Linked DNA regions of Sus scrofa: all the other regions are linked to region 2. Evidence: chromatin contacts called from public Hi-C and HiChIP or PLAC-seq data. All regions are on one chromosome and are shown on one strand. Each heading gives the region's core, a stretch centred on a gene start, on an enhancer-like site or on the middle of the called end of the contact. The rest is flanking DNA. Distances are from core to core; before and after follow the strand shown. Region 1 overlaps LRMDA (a long non-coding RNA gene). Region 2 overlaps LRMDA (a long non-coding RNA gene). Region 3 has its middle 1.0 Mb from the start of KCNMA1.

Region 1 (2,700 bases), core at 155-2,654, 270 kb after region 2:
AACATCACACACATCCACACAAATGAGAAACAGAGGCTCTTAGAGGATTACTTGACTATGGCCACACGGCTAAACATGATTAAGCTGACTCATGAACCCAAGCCTAACAACTCTAATGCTCTGCAGTGACGTGGGACACAGGCTATGAGCACTGGGGTCCATAGCAGGAAACACATCATCCAAATGCTAGTCTAATTCTCCTTCTATTCTAACTGATTTGAGACTATCATCCAACTCATCATCTCAACAGCCAAGGAAGACGTAAGATACACTGACTAAGATCATTTTTCAAACAATGACTAGGAAATTTGGTTGACCAAAGGATAGGAGAGGAAAAAAAATCAATATTTCATTATGATAAGGACTGATAAGAACCTGTAGGTCCGCTCCTTCTTCCACAAAAGTATCAATTAATAGTGGCCACGAATCACTTATTTTACTGAAGAAAGAAAATATTAGCTTAAGATTTCATGTATAAACAGTGGCTAATAAATGATTTCATAAATCCTTCTTAGAGCTGCCATAAACATATACCTTCATCTTAACATATGTATATGGCTTTAATTTCATACTCTATGGAAAATATCCCAATCCCTTTTCTATTTCTAACTTACTATGTGAGAAGCAAGTGAGTAAACCACACCAGGTCTCAAAAGCCCCACCAATAAAACAAGGTGATAAGACTTCAAGTCTGAAGCATGCTGTAATAAGGAAAGAACTCTGGGTCCAGCCACAGGTGTGACAAGCCAGGACCTGTCATGTTGTTAAATGCCTAGTTGGCTCTAGGTGAAGGGAGAAACCACACCCTTCCCAAGGGATTTGGTAAGAATGAAAAAAATAACACACTTCAAGCTACCTAGCACAGCGCCTAATCCATAGGAGTGCTCAATAAAGAACATCTGATGATCATGACTCCTTCATCCCACAACCATTTATGGAGCCTTAACTCCGTGCCAGGTATTGTTCTAGGTGTGAAAGATAAAGGAGTTAACACTGACAAAACTCTCTGCCTGGGAGAGCTGGCACTGTGCAAGCACCGCGCCCTGTGACTCTAACACACAAAGTACAAGCGTTCTGATTCCTTTTTCAGCCTCACAAGGAGCTACGGGACTCACAAGGTAGAGGTTCTGATTCCATTCTCAGCCTCACCGCAGACCCCAAGGCAATAAGTCCCTGAGTCTCATTCCAGGCCGCTAGATCTTCAGACCTAAGGAGAAACCACACACTAGAATGACTCTCCTAGGCTCTCTCATCATCCAAGTACCAGACACACCACAGAGGGCAGCGCTAGCCTGGACTTCTCACTCTTCTTCCACCTTAGCCCCTTCGCTCTTCTCTTCAGCCAGAAGCCTTCCCCAAGCCTGCACCAAAGCCTTCCAGAAACCTCCTTAAAGGCTAAGGTTGCTTAGCGGCACTACCCCCTGCTTCCCACCAGAGGTCGCCCTCCCACACAAGCCCAAGCAAAGAGAACACAGCTTAGCCTTCCCTTCTCGGCAGCAGTGACATTATTTTCTTTCTCTATTTTTATCTATTAAAAAGATTTCTTCGCAGCCATAACTTAGATCTCTACACTAAAATGGAGCAACAGGAAGATATAATGGTGCATTTCATTTATGAATGACCTATAATAAATTACTCTGAAGTGTCCCGAGTGCCAGGAGACAGAACGCTTTGTCTGCCCATGGACTGTATTTCACATACTTTAATTTAGCTGACACATAAAACTCATTTGACATTTCGCAGGTATTTGTGGGGGGCGGGGGGAGAGGGGATGGCTGGCGGGGAGGGGACCACTGCGGGGCTGGGCGGGGAGTGGGGGCAGCACCAGAGCCAAGGATATCTGGTTCTTGTTGAGGGTTAAGGTATGGAGACTGGGTAACCCTGGCAACACGAGGTCGTTCCCCAGCAGATTGTTGTCCAAGATGAGTTCCTCCAGGCTCCCGAACGCGCTCAGTCCTTCCAGTGACCTGCAATGACAAAGGCAACAGGAAAAATGATCCTGCACTAAATCAGGGAGGCCATTATGAGCCGAAATAAATATTTTAACCTTCCCTTTCAGGACTGGGAATAGTTTGGGCTTGGTGCCTGTCAGCAAAGTGAATGACAAGAATTAGTAGCGGGAGCCGGGGCGGGGGCGGCGGGGGAGAAGGGGCCGCTGGCGCTCACCGCATCCTTCACGCATTGCCAACATGAAGGATGAGGGTCACTTAGTGAGTAGCCAGGATCCAAAACAAAGGGCTTCAGATACGGCCTGCAGGATAAATTTGTCAATGTCTTGTGCCTTCAGGCACCCAGCCTCGGCTGACCCTAACCTCCATTCCCAAGATAAATAACTCTGTCACAGTTCACCTTCATTCCCTGGACACAAATTTAAGTTGTCATCCATCATTCCTGCCCAGAAATATCATACCCCTCTTACAATAATAAATATAACTTCAAGTATCATTTCTTAGCGGTTCTCCTCTGCACAGTCCTAGGAAACGGCAAGGAAGGCTTCCTTTCTCTGCATTTGCCGCCTCTGACTTTTTTCCCCTCCCGCTTTTTTTCTTTACTAATCGCTTCATTTGTTTCTGCCCAGTGTCCCTGTAGCTGCCCCAAAGGCAAGATATCCGCAGAAGCGTGGAATCACTCCAGTTTGAGTGGCTATTCCTTTTGCTTTCATGATTTCTTTTTATTTGTTTTCATTTTTGTTGGGGGTGA
Region 2 (2,788 bases), core at 101-2,600:
TTAAAAAATTGCTAATGAGTATTTGTACTTATTTTGTAAACATGGGCCACATATTCATCTATACAATTTTTTACAACACTTCTGTGAAGCAGTGCTAAATTCTATTCCTCTTTTACAGATGAGGAAAACTAAGACCCAGAGAAATTAGGTAGGTGCTTGGGTTGCTAGCACATAGCAGAGCTGAGCCACAAATCTAGGCAGTTTGTCTCCAATGGCTACTGCCTTAACCATTATGATGCTTTACCACCTCCCTTCTCATTAAAGGCAAAGATTAAGTGAGGTAAGAGACAAAGATCTTAGCATTGCTCATTAAATATTCATGATGAGTTACTTTAATTTTGTATAGCATCTTACCTCTTCAGTTAGATTTAAGTTTCTTAAGAGATAGGGCTAATGTTTTATGGCTTCTCCTACCCTTCATAGTAGTTACAACAGGGACCTGCACACCACGAGTAATCAAATTATTCATTACACGGATGGGCTCTGCTCCTCACTTGTCATGCAGAAAAGCGCTGCTGAGATCCCTTCTGAGGGTGAAAGTAGTGAAATTGTCAGGCTAGCTATAATCTGAATCCATCCACAGTTTCCCTGCATTATTGTGATGGTCTATCTTTAGTAAATAACTACATATGGCATTCCTCATCTGGGTTTGTAGGGTTGTGTTAGAAATAATATTGTGTCATAGTAGTCCTACAGGGTTGATTTATTTTGGCTTAAAAGAAGGAACTTGGCCTCATGTGTCTCTCTTCCTCTCACAGTTTTTTTTTTTTTTTTTTTTTTTTTTTTTTTTTATTCCCAAGGGCTGCAGGTCAAGTTCTGTCCTTGGAACCAAAGCAGTTTTCCAAAATGAGGTGGAGCCAGCTCTGTCAAGCTGGGCCAGCTCTGCTGTCAGTGCCTTTCCCAAGTACATCAGACCCTCTGCTTGTAAAAATAAATTGATACCAATGCAAGAAATTTATTAGGAGATGACAGCCTGGTTCATAATGGAAATATGGAGAAAACATCATCCTTCAAAAGTGACAGTTTATCCATCATGCCTCAGATTCCTGAGATAGAAGCAGGCACTGTCACATACAATCCGCTGAGGACACATCTTCTTGGATTTCCTTTTGACAGGAAACTCTGAAATAATCCAGAAGAAGGGAAGGACTTGTGCTGCCCTTAATGTGCTCGGCCATAAATTTTGAGTATTAGCAGAAGAAACATGTGGCCAAGGACATGAATGATGGAGGAAATCAGGAGGCCTGGAATTCTCAAACGGCCCCTTCTTTTCTCTCAGGGTGATGAACTGGGACGGGGGTCAGAGAGGGTTAAGGCACTGCTGAGAGGGACATCAATTCCCTGTTATGTGTCAGCAAAGCCAACAGGTGGCAGGGCACCACTGCAGACACAGTGCTGCTTCGGGTCTGGTGACCAGGTCACCTTGCCCCGCTAACTTTCCAACTGCGATTATTTCCCCCTTAGCTACTTATTTATATTGATAAACTTGAGAGAGTTTAGGAGGGCCGTTTTAATTAGGAATAAAGGCAAGGATATTCCTGAGGATCACAAGAGGCCCGATCTTTTCAGGCTTAATGAGGTGACCTACCCAACCCTGTTGGAAATAATTGTGTATTGTATTAAAAGCCACTTTGGAAAATAAAATTGCAGTAGTAAACTGGAATGAAACAAACATGGTATTAAGGGGAAAAAATATTCACTGACAATTTTATGAGGCCTTAAAATATTTATGTTCTACACTTGCATTCTTTGGAGATTTGCTGAGTGTTGCTAGAATGGGGAAACTTTTTTAATGAGATACATGCATATTTTTTAAATTTACAGATCTTTTTTAGCAAAAATAGAAAGTCATAAATGGGAAACGGAAACCTAAACAAGGCGAGTATAGCATTAATGCTCTTATATTATTAATTCGCTCTTTATATTGGAAAAAATAAAAGTATGGTTGAATAATATGCAAGGAATCTTTGTTGTCAGTTTCTATTTGATTAACGTACAGGGACACTAGCATGATTACAAGATCCCAGATAAACTTAGTTTTTTTGCATGTGTTGTGTGGTGTGGATAGGAACAGGATATGTGCACTCTCGGGTTACTTGAGCACAGAGTCAAATACAGGGTTCTGATCCACTGCCCAAAATAAATCCCTAAGAACATCAGCGAAATAAATTACATGTTCTTATTCATAGGTAACAGTGCTTGAAAAAACACAGCGACACTGAGTCCTTCTTTAAATCCTCTCATCCTCTAAAGGAGGCAAATGAACTTCTAATGATTCACATTTGTTTCAACCAATCTTCCTGGTTCCCTGTCTCAAGAAAGACCTAAAACTCTGTTGACTTTACATGTCCAAATTAAATATATCTGTGTTTCCTTTTACTTTCTATATAAGTGCGTGCCAGCATGACTTAACATTCATCCAGAGTTTATTTCCCTATTAGTGGAAAACAAGTCATTTTTCAGTTTAATGAATAGCATCACTGTCTGACTTTTAACCAAAAATGTGACCTTAAACTTGATGGATCTCACCAGAAGGCACATTTTCAAATTATTTTTTCTATTGGAGGTTATGAATATGACTTCCCAAATTATTGTGACAGCTGTGAGGGGAAAGCCTGCATCACAGATAGAGCAGCTTAAAACAAAACTCAGACCTAACAAAATGGTAGTTTCATTTGTGAAACAAGAAAAAGGGAATGGGGGAAAAAGCATGAACCGTATGGGAGGAGAAAAAAAATACCTCCTTTGAGCCTTACGCAGCAGGAGAAAAGACTCATGTAAAGCAGCT
Region 3 (2,700 bases), core at 25-2,524, 260 kb before region 2:
AAAGCTGAGTAGGCTAAGAGGCAAAGGAGGACAGTGAAGGGAAGGGACCCTGGGCATGGGAAGTGGCATCTTCAAATATCCGAGTGGTGGTCATCACGTACAAGAGGAAGCAAGCTACACAGCCGTAAGACAGGACCAAATGGTAAATACAAGGAAGAGTTTTCTAATAATTAGATCTATTAGAAATAGAATATTCTCCAGAGAGTGACTTTTTTTTTTAGTTATCAAAGTATAAACAAAATTCATGCATGAGGTAAGAGTCAAATGGGGTGAGATGCTATAGAAGCATTCATGTCCAATGTGATGTGATTCTAGAAATTCCTAGAAATACAAAACTTATCCAGCACAGCCTTGACTTGTTATAACCATCTCCTTCTGAATGTGGATTCTATTCTCCTTTTTCCTGGCTGGTTCACTCACGGGGGCTAACCTGGGACGTTTCACTTGAGCTTTTGATAAATGTTTACTGAATAACTGAATAATAGATAGACACTCAAATCTTTTTTGATAACAGTGATGATGCATTCAATAAAATTTGTCTAGTGGACTAATAAACAAAGAAGGATGTTAAGTATTAGTGGAATTTTCCCCCTCATACTGTTTATTAAAACAGCAATTCTTCCTGAATTGGTAATATTTCTCTTTAACCTTATTTACATAAGAGTTGAACGCAATATGTTGAACAGCCTTGAGGCATCTCCCAGTGTGAAAAAGAGCAAGATAATTTATATTTTACAAAGGATGCTCACATCCATTATTTCTTTAAAATCCTCAAAATAACTTTATGGGGTTGACATTTTTCAAATAAGGGAACAAAACCCAGAGGTAGGAAGGGACTTGCTCAAGGGCACAAAGCTAGTAAGTAGCAGGCCCTGAACCAAGGACAAGATCCATTAGTTCCAAGATGCATGCTCTTTCCACTGTAGATCAAATGCCTCTGACAAAGGTCCTATATAAAAAGAAGAAAGGTTGTAGGATTCCATGTGGTTAAATTGGTCAGACTCACCTTCCCCTTATTTTCCCCATGTGACTATCTTCCAAGCTTCCTGCATTCCGTGAAGCCAACTGTTCACAGGATATGGCTCTGGTTTGCCTGAATGATGAGCTGATGATGATGCTATGTGAATATGACCACGACATAACTTGTCTTTATAAATATCCATTCCTTGCAGGCTTGCGAAACTACTCACTTGAAATCTGAGTCTGTTTGGCAGGGAGACAGGGTCAGGGCAGCTGGAAGTTGGCATAGTTACTCTAGGCTAGTCCATCACAAGCCACCTCACTTAAAGGAGGAATGGAAGCTGGTGTGGTGGTTTACCACCAGGACTACTGGCAGCTCCCACCTTGTGACCTGGGATTGCAAGGTGATCTGTGAAGAGAGGCTCTGAAATATCATCAGACATGCTGCGAGGGTATGCTTGCTGCTGCTTAAGTGCTTTGGAGAGGGACATCTATTAAATAAGTTCAGTATTTTCCTTTCCTCTTCAATCAGATCATCTCTCATGTCTTTCTTTTTCTCCCTTCTTGAGACAACATCCAAAAAATAACATGTTCTCATAATAATAAGATGATGTTTTGTCAGATTAATCCATTCAATAAGCATGAGCTCTTATGATGTGCCTGATGGTGGGCTAAGTTATGGAAATACGGAACTGAAAAATGTTGTTTATGTGATGAATGAGTTACAGTCTAGTGGGAAAGACAGTAGTTAGATAAACAAGTAAAATAAAAGGTTAAAAGTACTATTACTGAGGGTTTCCCTCTATGGCACAGTGGGTTAAGAATCCAGTTGCAGTGGCTTGGGTTGTTGCAGAGGTACAGTTCAATCCCTGGCCCAGCAGAGTGGGTTAAAGGATCTGGTGTTCTGCAGCTGCAGCTCAGATTCAGTCCCTGCCCTGGAAACTCCCATATGCCATGGATGTAACCATAACAAAATAAACAGGTACAATTATTGAGGTATCTGCAAGATTCTATAATTAACAGTCCTTAAAAATTATCAGAATAAGTGCAATACACATAATAATATATGGATAATAAAAAAATTCTCAAGCTTAATGAGAGTGGACTTATAAAGGATTCATCACATATAAGGTAATCATGAAACAAGATCATCATTTAGCTGTATCCTGAAGAATTTTATTTTTTTCACTAATTGTCTTAGTTTGAATAAAGTTTCCTAACAGAAGCAAAGAGTGATCATTTTTGGAAGAAAGCTTCCCTTTTAAAAGACCTTTATTATTGTTTAAACGATTTGGATTGTGTAACTATAGTTCACTATAGAACAATGTAATGCCATTTTTAAAATGTGTTTCATTTTTCTTGGAGTTTATAGTTGCCTTTATTTTCAAGTTTTTTGTCCCTACCTGCTTTTAGGCCTCTTAAACCCACTTTTCCTTGGATAATTCTCTTGAGTTAAATACATTGGTTCTTTGTAGCCCCCTCATAATATTTCCACGATAGATCATTACCCAGAACATGGTCACATGGCCAACTGAATGCAAAAATAAAAGTCAATTTATCATTAATTGACATATAACCTCAAGTAGTTTTCTCCATCATCTTAGATTAAGTGCAGCTGCATATAAGAGAATATTTAAAAATTAATGCAGCTTGAGTAAAATGAAATTTTATTTCTCTGTTACAAAGAGAAGTTTGGAGGTAAGCACTACAGAACTGGTATGGTGGGTTCATACTATCATC

The links. Hi-C and Micro-C count contacts between places; a contact is called where the count stands out from the background. HiChIP or PLAC-seq counts read pairs in DNA pulled down with a chosen protein or histone mark.
Region 1: a contact with region 2 is called in a Hi-C map of skeletal muscle, with 6 times the contacts expected there. The contact joins two enhancer-like sites. A contact is called at or near these places in 10 of 47 Hi-C or Micro-C datasets (alveolar macrophages, embryonic fibroblasts, epiblast stem cells and 5 more).
Region 3: a contact with region 2 is called in an H3K27ac HiChIP or PLAC-seq map of skeletal muscle, with 5 times the contacts expected there. The contact joins two enhancer-like sites. A contact is called at or near these places in 2 of 47 Hi-C or Micro-C datasets (psoas muscle and skeletal muscle) and 1 of 2 datasets of contacts at active chromatin or transcription factors (skeletal muscle).

Annotation. Positions count from the first base shown.
Region 1 is chr14:78,543,140-78,545,839 of Sscrofa11.1, reverse strand. It overlaps LRMDA (a long non-coding RNA gene), which reads right to left. Exons shown (of 6, transcript XR_002338559.1): 3 at 1,841-1,967. Among named protein-coding and RNA genes, the nearest start is that of LRMDA, 590 kb to the right of the region's middle. Within about 2 kb of position 1,404, at least 19 of the 83 cell types and tissues checked have an H3K27ac peak or open chromatin away from gene starts, as enhancers often do. A contact at or near this core is called in skeletal muscle, where this site is marked.
Region 2 is chr14:78,812,548-78,815,335 of Sscrofa11.1, reverse strand. All of the region lies in intron 5 of LRMDA (a long non-coding RNA gene), which reads right to left. Among named protein-coding and RNA genes, the nearest start is that of LRMDA, 860 kb to the right of the region's middle. Within about 2 kb of position 1,350, at least 14 of the 83 cell types and tissues checked have an H3K27ac peak or open chromatin away from gene starts, as enhancers often do. A contact at or near this core is called in skeletal muscle, where this site is marked.
Region 3 is chr14:79,070,050-79,072,749 of Sscrofa11.1, reverse strand. No RefSeq gene overlaps it. Among named protein-coding and RNA genes, the nearest start is that of KCNMA1, 1.0 Mb to the left of the region's middle. Within about 2 kb of position 1,274, at least 5 of the 83 cell types and tissues checked have an H3K27ac peak or open chromatin away from gene starts, as enhancers often do. A contact at or near this core is called in skeletal muscle, where this site is marked.